Linked DNA regions of Mus musculus: region 2 is linked to region 1. Evidence: chromatin contacts called from public Micro-C data. All regions are on one chromosome and are shown on one strand. The core of a region is the stretch at or near the end of the contact, and the rest is flanking DNA. Distances in the headings are between cores, read along the strand shown. Region 1 has its middle 160 kb from the start of Fam174a. Region 2 overlaps St8sia4 (ST8 alpha-N-acetyl-neuraminide alpha-2,8-sialyltransferase 4).

Region 1 (5,500 bases), core at 1,204-3,703:
TTTCCTTATTCATATTATATCTATTCATTCTCTTTATGTATTTGTATTTATCATTATGGGCTACATGTTTTTAAAGTGCACTATGTATATGTACATGTACATGTATATGTTTATGTATATGAATTTAATCCAAGGAAGAGATTTTGAACTCAACTTGACAAATTGATATGTCAGATACAAATATATCATCTGAATTTTTATTTACCCACTGAATTTCTAACCAGTAGTCTTTCCTTAATCCATGTCATTGTGTACTTAAGCTAGTATATTTTAGAGTTAGTATAAAAGATACAAGGTAGGGCTGGTGAGATGGCTCAGTGGGTAAGAGCACCCGACTGCTCTTCCAAAGGTCCGGAGTTCAAATCCCAGCAACTACATGGTGGCTCACAACCATCCGTAATGAGATCTGACTCCCTCTTCTGGAGTGTCTGAAGACAGCTACAGTGTACTTACATAGAATAAATAAATAAATCTTAAAAAAAAAAAGATACAAGGTAAAAAAAATCTCTTGAATAAATCAGTTTTTTCTCTTATGTGAGAATAACCATTCATGGCATTAAAAATAGTTGCTGCAAGTCACAGTTTTTGAACCAGAATCTTGACATTATGAGGGAAAAAGTTCAAAGCATATCTAAGTCATTCAGAGTTCACCAAGCCCTTTGCATTTCCAATCTGACCCACATCATATTTATTGGCCATAATGACTGTGAATCACAACAAACTCAGGGACCTTCTGTAAAGGCAAACTATCCCCCATTAATAATGCAGCAGTTAACATTAAAGTACTGTCACCATGCTAGTTTATGGCATGATAAATATGTTAAAAATGCTTTGCAATACAACCACGGGAGTGTGCTTGGCCATAAGTATATTTTACAAACCAATGAAAAATGGGAATAAAATGGGGAGGGAGAGAGCTTTCTTTCATGGAGGTGAAACAGGAGAAAATGTCGTAATGTTAATGCAACATTCTACATGTTTTATGCGCATGGGGATGATTGCATGTGTGCATGATATGCATCTGTTGGATAAATATGTATCTGACCCTATGTATGTATGTGTGACTTAAGCCTTTATGTGCTATGTGTGAATGCACTTGAATGAAAACGTAAATGTTCCTGAACTTTCTGGTTTGCAGTTTAAGTAATAATAACGCAGTCAATAGGTGTAAGCTGTCTAGAAAGTATTTATAGTCAGGATATTTGTAGTCAATATTTGAGAAAAGAATACAGAGTCCAAAACCTTAATGTCCCTTATCATTACAAACCCATCAAGATCTCTATCTTTATGATGTCTATCTTTATGACAGTTGATATACTAATTTAATCAAGGTTTAGAACTCAGCTCATCCCAGCATCTATTTTTTGTACCATTTTACCCAGTCCCTTTCTCCAATTACCAAGATTAGAATTTGTTAAGGAAAGGATTACTTATGGCATTATTTTTATATTTCTTTTTTTTTTTTTTTTTTTTTTTTTGGTTTTTCAAGACAGGTTTCTCTGTATAGTCCTGGCTGTCCTGAAACTCACTTTGTAGACCAGGCTGGCCTCGAACTCAGAAATCCACCTGCCTCTGCCTCCTGAGTGCTGGAATTAAAGGCGTGTGCCACCACGCCCGGCTCTATTTTTATATTTCTTTTGCACTATATTTTTCTTTGTTTTACTTCAGAACTTCCTGAGCCTGTATAAATTGAAAAGCAAGCAATTTATAGAGCTGTGAGCAGAAGTCCAGCTGTCCCAATAGTCCCTCGGTACTTTTGCACATTTCAGTATGTTAAAGCATCATGAACAAGTGAGAGTAAACGCATAGAGAGAGTGGAACCAGAATACAATGCTCTTAGTATGTTTATGCTTTTAGGAACATTTTTCACTTTTCTTTTCCACTCCTCTTGGCTGTCAAGTGAAATCTTCTGTTGTTGTTTATTTTTTGAGACAGAATTTTAATTACAACATCTTCCTCTTGCATTTCCTTTCTACAAACCCTCCTGAATATACCTGTCTTCTCTTCTTCATATGATCTCATTTCTCATTAGCACATATGTATATTTGTTCATATGTTTACATGTATATAAACACACATTCGTATGTGTGTGTGTTTATGTGTGTGTGTCTGTGTGTGTATGTCTGTGTGTATGTCTGTGTGTGTTTGTGTGTTCCTAAATACAACTTGTGTCCATACAATGTTGTTGTTCTGTCCTTTGGGCAGTCATATTGGGAAGACTTTATCCACTTAGACTCTCTGTTATAGCTAAAACAAAAGCTATAGCATGGAATGTTAGGCAAGAAAGAAACAACTCCATAGCAAACTCTTGTCTATGTAGTGGTTCATGTAGTCTCCCATACTGTCTAATTTGACATGACAAAACTTTCATAAACCCATTGCATGCTGTATATCATTCATATTTCACATATGCATGCAATACCATGTTTCTTCATTGTGGTCACTGAGAGAAACTTACTGGCTTAAACCATAGCTCATGTTTTCAAGCCACAAGAAACCCGAAGCCTGACACCATGGAATCAGCAGAACAACATCTCCTTTGAAGGAAATGCCTCCTCTTTTTTATACATCGGCACTAGCATCTGCTCTCACCTGCACTTTTTATCTTAGCCATTCTAATTGGTGTGATATGGAATCTCAGGGTCATTTTTATTTGCATTTCCCTGATGACTAAATATTTTAAACATTTCTTTCCTTAAGTGCTTCTCAGCCATTTGAGATTCCTCAGTTGAGAATTCTCTGTTTAACTCTGTACCCCAGTTTTAATAGGGTTATTTGGTTCTCTGAAGTTTAGCTTCTTGAGTTCTTTGTATATTTTGCATATTGCCTGCTCTTGGCCAGCAGCTCTAGGCTGAGAGGAGAGAACTTGGTCCAGCCAAGTCTCTCCAGGGCTGAAACAGGATGGTGAATGTCACAGCTCAGATCTCCTGCAGACTGGAGAATAACCACCCTGAGCCAGAAGTCTGTCAAAGCAGGAACTTAATTGTATCAGTCTTTTGTTTATAGAGGGCTGAGAGAGGAGGTGGGAATTTTTTTGCTAAGGTGAGATGACATAGGGGAAGAGGAAGGACGAGGAAGGGTATGGGGTGACTGATAGAGCCAACAAAGTTACTCTATGTTAGCAGTAGCTAAGCAGAGACAGGCTTAAGCAGGTCATGCTGAGTCACTCCAGTACGGAAGTGACTGAGACAGTTTTCAAAACTCAAGCCAGGCTGGGGTTTGTCCTCAAGACCCAAACCAGGGCCAAATAGGGCCCAACAGCATATTATTCTTCTATTAGATGTAGAGTTGGTAAAGATGTTTCCCCAACATCTGTGGGATGTGGTTTTTGTCCTATTGACAGTGCCTTTGCCTTACAGAAGCTTTGCAGTTTTATTAGGTTCCATTTGTCAACTGTTGATCTTAGAGCACGAGCCATTGGTGGTTTCTTCAGATTTTTCTCTTTGTCAATGTATATGAGGCTGTTCCCCACTTTCTCTTCTATTTGATTCCGTGTATCTGGTTTTATGTGGAGGTCCTTGATCCACTTGGACTTGAGCTTTGTACAGTGCTTTCAATGCTTGCTGTGACTCTAGGTACTCATCTCTGCTCTAGTCCACCTCTTACAGAGATACTTGTGAGGTATCTTTACATTATGTGTAAAGCCCACCTAAATAACGGAATGGTTATCTCAAGTTCTCTAAATGAGTTTCATTTGCAAAGGCATTTTTTAAAAGAAGATACACAGATTCTGTAGGTTACGAGAAGGCCTCAATATTGTTTGAAGAGCCAAGATACAAGCCATTACAAGTACAAATCTATATTGAAGTATATTCTTACTTCAGTTTCATAGGAGTAGAGTCCACGTCTCAGCAATACTCCCCACCCTCCTGCCCAGTACCACAAGCACTTGTAAATCTAGCAGGATGGGAGAGAGTAGGGTGACACACACATTTCTGGCTCTCATCCCATGCCCTGACTGTACACTATTCTCTGGCAGCATCCACCATTCCTACAGTTACAGGAAAATCTCAGTTCAGAAGACTATTTTACACATTTTTCCTTATATGAACTTAACCTGACTTTCTAAACCTGTCAAAAATCATTTCTCCTGGTGAAAATTAGCATGAGCGTGGGAGGGAGAAATGAATTGCTTTAAATTTGAGGATGTCAAACGGAGGGTCAAGTCATGCCTGTCTTGGTTCTTTAATTAGAAGATGTCAGAATTCTGTGCTAAGAATCAAAAAGCAGGCTGAGTCATCCAAATTTGTGCTGTGATATTTGGTGGTTTTGTTGTTGACCCTTTGTGCTGCACATTACAGTCATCAGAGACATCAAGAAAGAAAGAGCTTGAAATGTGGCATAGAGGGCCATTGTCTCCATTTCATCACCAATTCCATTGTCTTAACTTCCCACCTACCCTCAAATTTCTTTACATACACGCTGCTACCTTGGCAACGTAGCAACTGGTCAACTCCTCTCAAATCATACATATAAAGTTTGAGTTCCCAGATCAAAAGAGCAAATTGACCCCAAATCATAATCTTTTTGCATAACTGTAGGATGGCAAAAGTAGAAAAATGCCATTCAGATAGAGTAAAAGAGCATAGAAAATCTCTTTCAGGCTAAGCAAAAAAGTATACATTTTGTGCTTAGATGTATATCTTTTCCCAAGTACATAATTGGTATATAAAATTATTCCAAAGGATCTGAAAAAGGTGAAATGCTTTTTGAATTTTGAATTCCAGCATTTTGAATAAGGAGCACACAGCTATATTTTCTGATAATCAGAATGAATTGCATAAATTTAAATTTTTTATGCATAGCAAAGAAACTATCAACAGATCAAATGGTTCATGGAATTGGAGCAAACATTTTCAGCTATATTTGCGATAGTATATTCATATCTGGGATTTATAAAGAACTAAAAATAGAGAAGGAAAAACCAGTTAAACACAGGGAAACCAAAACTGTCAATCAATAAATAAACCAATAACATATAGTTTTCAAAAGAAGAAGCACAATTGCTCAGAAAGTTCTGTTAAGCATTCATTACCTTTGGGCATTAGGAAAACACAAAATAAAACCACTTTGAAATACCACCTCACCATAATCAGAAAGGCTAATACTGTTGGATCTGATAATAAAGGCTTGGAAGGGTATAGAGGATATAAAGAAGGAATCCGTATTCACTGCTTGTAAGAGGACAAAATAGTACAGGTGTTATGGAAACGGTATCTATCATATGACCCAAGTGAGACATATCCTACCACAACCTACCAGACTCTGAGACATATCCTACCACAACCATCCGTGTATACTGTTGCCCTGTCCACAAAAGCACGGGCTCTGGGTCAGTCTAAAGGTCCATTAACAGATGAATGGATAATAAACATATTGTAGGTTTATTGAATAAAATCTGACTTCTTTCTAAAGAAAATGAAATTTCTAAAAAATGGAGGAATTTGCAATGTTTAATATTCAACAAGATGACAGAAAATCTTTTGATATTGTTTCCCGC
Region 2 (5,500 bases), core at 1,333-3,832, 180 kb before region 1:
TGAAATATCCCAAGGAAGATCCTTATAGTTCTTTGGAGTTTTGGCTTAATTAATTTTATTATATTTGTAATTGCTATAGATGAAGAGGAATGTATTCAGAATGCTAGACATAAGCATCTATAAATGAAAAAAAAAAAAAACACTGTAGAAGCCGTATTTAAAAGCCCTTCAATAAGGGTGACTAGAGGAAGCAAGTTTGCATTTTAGGTCAGAGCAGAGAAGGAGAAAGAAAATTGATTCATTGTGTCACGAAATTTCTTTTCTGACACAAAGTGCTACCAAATGTCCAGTTTACTAGCTCTTCCATAGATTTAAAAATATGGTTTCAGTTTTTATTTAAAACTAGAAGATTCACCTATTATACCTCTCTGCATGGATGCTATATTTAAAAACTTTGATGCAAAGCCAAACAAAAAATGTTTAGTACATAATAGCTTTGGATTTTTAAATAATTTTTTATCATCAGCCATCGAAGTATGAAGAGTTCTGCTGAAGTAGATTTATTTAAAGAAAACAAATGTCTACATTCGGAGAGAACAGAATCTGGGGCAAGGGCATAAGGTCATGAAGTAATCATATGCAAGTTGCTGTATAAGACAAAACTCAACAGAACTGCTGCACAGAAAGTGGAGAAGGAGGGAAAGGTTCATGCAATTGGGCAAGGTTCATTTAAGCGGGCTGTGTCTGAGTTGAATGGTGAAGAGCAGCTGGCATATAAAGAAGGGACAAAAAGCAGAAGGACATAGCATTGTCAATATTCATGGACAAGGAGAGTGGTTTTAGTGTGCCAATACAGGAGTATGTTGATTGAGAACTCTTAAGACTGAATAGGGTGGTGGGACTTGTAATATAGAGCAAAAGGACCAAGGAAGATTGACCTTACTTTTACACATGTTCTGGGAAAATATTCATCTAAACAGTTGTAGGAGAAAATGTGAGGCTCATGAAGATGTTTCAACCAATAACTCAATTAACTCAAAGGGAATACAATTGATTCAGGCTGAAAAGGAATTATCATACAATAATAATTACTACTATGATAGCAATTTGATTTGGTTTTTCTCAAATTTAAGAATATTTGAATATATGCAATGAGGTGTTTTAGGTTTGGATCCTTTTCTGAGCATAGACACTTACGTTTTACATACCACCTTTTAGAAATTGACTGAAGGTATTTCTAATAAATTAGCAGAGCACAGCATTTGACTATGATACATCACTTATAATATCTTGAAGATATCAAATGGCTTTCAGGGTTTAGAGCATTTAGGCTTTTTATGTCAAGGTTGTTCAAAAGGTGATGCTGAAAACAATGGGTACCAAGATGAGATAAGAAAAGAGGCTACAGATGTGAGGAGGAGACAATAAGAAAAATATAATCAGCAAGATAAGTATGAAACTCTAAGGAAAGATTAGACATTTTATGACATCTATTAAATATAAGGTTGATCATGGAGAATTTGAATTTGTACTATCTGAGTCTAAAGGTGCTTCACACACAGGTCAACCTTGTATACTTCTTCATAGACCCATATGTGTAGGGCTTCTTTGGAGGTAGTCAGTATGTGGAACAAAAAACAACACAGCCTTCTTTCTAGTCAAATCCCACCAGTATTTTCTACACAGACTAAAAACATTTAAAACAGCAGCAACAACAACAACAACAGCAACAACAAAACCCATTTAGAACTTTAAATGGTAAAGATGAGTCAGGAATCTTCTACATTGAGAAACATTAATTGTGTGTCTACTGTGAAACTAAGGACATCTCTAAATTATGTCCTAACTTTTGTTGACACCATGGTGGACAGAAGGAAGAATGCCACTTTAAATCTGATACTTTCAAAGGGCAGCAATAATTACTCAAAGTGTGGACTAGGACTATAAAACTTTATTTTTAATAAATGAAACCCAAAGTTAAAACCATCAAGTTGAAATGTATATGGTTGAATAGGTTGTAGTATATGGTCTAACCATGAGACTGTCTTTCTGTTAAGATCTTTCTATGAACAAAAAATACATTTAAATATCTTGAAGAAGAGTAACCAGGACACACTCACGAGCTTTACGTTAAAGCCTAAATGTCTTAATCAAAATTATACAACAATTTAAATCATGTATTTATGTATTACCTCTCTGATTTAATGTGAATTCAAACAAAAACAGATAGTATAAAGAAAATAATTTATATTTAATAATTCAGTCTGCATTTAGGAGTATAATGAAGGTTTCTAGGACAAACATAGCATAAAGTGCTCAGCATAGTTATTCAATAAATAGATCGTATCCTTTAGATTACTTCTGACTAATACACAGTACATTTATATTGTGATCATCCTAAATATAACTCATACACACAGAAGATGCCAATATTTATAGTTAACTGTCCCATTGTGCTATACAGGATAACCACTAACAGGAAATAACAGTTTAAAGGATCATCATTTGAGAACAAAGAACTCTGGATTCTACTGCTGGCACAGCAGTTAAATGTAGTGTAACTCTTAACAAAGGAGACAATGAACATTGGGATTCATTTTCTCGACTCACCTAATGAGGAAGTTGAACTCAATGGTCTCCTGAACTCATTTCTGACTCTCAAACCCTGTGATTTCCTATGATTCATGGATGTCTTTGCAACAAGGCCCGTGGGCTTACATTGTTTAGAAATTTTTCCTTCTTGTTACCACAGTTTATAGCCAAAAATTTTTCCCCATCAGCAAAGTTGTGGAAATAACACATATTGTTATGGTCCCTAATATGGTTCTTGTTTCTGTTGGTTCAGAAATGTTGCCTTCCTTCTGATGATCGCCTGACAGCTGCCTAAGATGTAAAATCAGGATTTGATCACATCTGTTTAGATGAAGAAAAACAATCCCAGCATTCAATGATTCATGGAGGTGTGATGTAAATGAGATGTGATCAAGTTCTAGGGAGTTCATAGATTATATGAAAAGTGTAAAGAAAAACCAGTAACTACAAGAATTACACGAAGGAAGAGAAGTAGTTGTACAAAATCATCACTCAGGGTGGCTTTAGGGAAAAGACCTTGGCACTTTTCTTGGGGGTATAACCTAGTTACTGTATCTGCTACTTTACTGGCAAGAATTAAAATTCCTGGAATTATAAAATGCAGTTGTGAAATACCAATTGACTCATCTATTACTAGAAACGTAAAAATATGAATTAATAGCCAGTATGGTGTCAAATAATTACTGTTAAGTAATTATTTGGAAAGGACTTGCAAGGATCATATTTTTGAAACAATTCCTTATTATTAGTTAGAATGTTTTCAGTTTTTATGATCTCATGTCTCTGTGTGTGTGCATGTAAAGTAAATAGATTTCCTCTGTGCAGTGAATATGAATCCAAATTTTTAAAAATGTAAAAATACTAGCTTTAATTGAAAAAGTTCATTTAAAATTATAAACATTGTACATAGGAACATTGCACCTAATAAAGAGTAAGAAGGACTGGATTTTGAGTTTCTACAAAAAGAGACTTAGCACTGTTTTTCTGCTAAGACTTATTTTCAATTTAAATATGTCTTATGTGAGAGTGGGGGAGGTGTACACATGAGTGAGGGGTGCCCACAGACATCAGAGGCATTGGGTCCTCCTGAGATTGGAATTACAAGTGCTTGTGAGCCATTTAGCATTGATGCTGGGAACTGATTTTGGGCATCTGCCAAGAGTAGCAAAGTTCTTAACTGCTGAGCCATCTATCCAGCCCAAAGAACTGCTTTTTAATTAAGTATTGAATTTTTGAGATTTCATGAACTATAGTTTTATGTATTAATGCTTGGATTATAGCTCTGTTGTAGATACTGTATTGATTGTTTTTATTTGTTTTTGTAAGGTAGAATATATTATTTAAGTACAGAAAACCATTTCCAATTGTAAGTTTGGAGATAAGTTTGGAGTTCAATGTTTTTGATTCAGTGCATAGTTTAAACCCTAGTCTTCAAGATTTGCAAATCAATGGGGCATGTTTTTGCATTAATAAAACATGATTACTAATTCTTCATCAAATATGTGGTTTTAAGATCTCATTAACTCACACATGTACCATCTGGTACAAGGTCAAAACTGATTCCTTTATGTTTAGTGACTAACACAAATGATCAGACAAACAATAAAGTCAGGAGTCAAAAACATAAAATCTCATAAAAGATAGAAGTTAAATTTTGTACAAAGATTCACAAATGCAATCATATTATGATAGTGATTCAGGTTTAAAATATAAGCAATTATTCCATTAATTTGTTCCATTTATGATGCTAGTGTTTTATTCACTCAATGAACTGTAATAAAAACATCCGCAACTATCCAGCATTAGATGGCTTAACAAATGTTATAGGTATAAAGTTGCATGTATGTTATTTGGAGTTTCAATTTTATATGGGTAGTCATATATGTAAAGAGGAATAACACAACAACAATACCATGGCAGCAGTAATTGAAATAGAATAGAATAATATTCAAAACAAGACAAAGGATTCCATTATAAAAAGACTTCTGTATACGATGGTGATTCTGGTAGGAAATGGAAAAGAGGGTAGCACTTCAACAAATTTCTCATATTTCCTCATGAAATTGCTTCCGCTTCATAATTAATATTAATTTTACAAATCAACAGTGTCCCTTGCTAGCTGTGCTTTGTACATGCCATGTTAATGGAATATTTTGCAGGAATATACATTTTTTCTTTAAACACTTTTAGTTTTGATTATTAATTATTAACATCACAAAGCTGTTATAATTTTAACTTTGCAAATACATCCTCTGATCCCTTTTAATTTCCTTAGATTCCTCAGATACAATTTTTATATGTACTATAGAAAAATTGTTCCAATTTGGAATGCTTAATTTGGTGCCCATTATATTGAAGCTGTTTCTCACCTCCTTAATTATCTGCTAAGAAGATTTCCAATACTTGGGCAATTGTTTTTAATGTAATAGATTTTTTACCATATCTGAATATTGTATGTTGATATGTGAAGTTTGGCACAGCAGAATTCTGAATTGAGTAAATGAGGATTTGGAATTTTGCCTTTAAAAAGCACACATTTTATAAAAATGTGAGTTGTAACTTTTATTGTCCTCAGCAAGGAACTAAGGCTATTGTGCAGACAGCTAACTCAAATCTTGAGAGATAGTCAAGGAGACTTCAACCTTTGCCTAGCTGGGAATTGCCATATTTGAATAGGGTTTGTATGGGTGTCATATGTTGGTTGATTGATTTTTCAAGGTAAGGATTCTGAGAGGTGTGGCTCCAGCAAGTTTGATAGGTCTCTGGGGTGTTGCTTCTGCTACAGTGATAAATACTGACAAAAAGCAACTTGAGAAAGACTCAGTTTATTTCAGCTTGCAAGCTATGTCTAGCATTGATGTAAGTCAAGGCAGAAACTCCAGGCAGAGTCCATGACACCCAGAACCTGGAGGCAGAAACTGGAGCAGAACCCATGAAGGAACACTGTTAAGTGACTTTATATCCACTG

Evidence for each region. Hi-C and Micro-C count contacts between places; a contact is called where the count stands out from the background.
Region 2: a Micro-C map of macrophages shows a contact between it and region 1, with 2.9 times the contacts expected there. The contact joins two enhancer-like sites. A contact is called at or near these places in 5 of 484 Hi-C or Micro-C datasets (the C10 cell line, bone marrow-derived macrophages, erythroblasts and 2 more) and 5 of 115 datasets of contacts at active chromatin or transcription factors (CD8 T cells, the HPC-7 cell line, cardiomyocytes and 2 more).

The regions. Positions count from the first base shown.
Region 1 is chr1:95,465,919-95,471,418 of GRCm38.p6, reverse strand. No RefSeq gene overlaps it. Among named protein-coding and RNA genes, the nearest start is that of Fam174a, 160 kb to the right of the region's middle. Within about 2 kb of position 2,453, at least 67 of the 459 cell types and tissues checked have an H3K27ac peak or open chromatin away from gene starts, as enhancers often do. A contact at or near this core is called in bone marrow-derived macrophages and macrophages, where this site is marked.
Region 2 is chr1:95,641,398-95,646,897 of GRCm38.p6, reverse strand. The region is part of intron 3 of St8sia4 (ST8 alpha-N-acetyl-neuraminide alpha-2,8-sialyltransferase 4); the gene reads left to right. Among named protein-coding and RNA genes, the nearest start is that of St8sia4, 23 kb to the left of the region's middle. Within about 2 kb of position 2,582, at least 10 of the 459 cell types and tissues checked have an H3K27ac peak or open chromatin away from gene starts, as enhancers often do. A contact at or near this core is called in bone marrow-derived macrophages and macrophages, where this site is marked.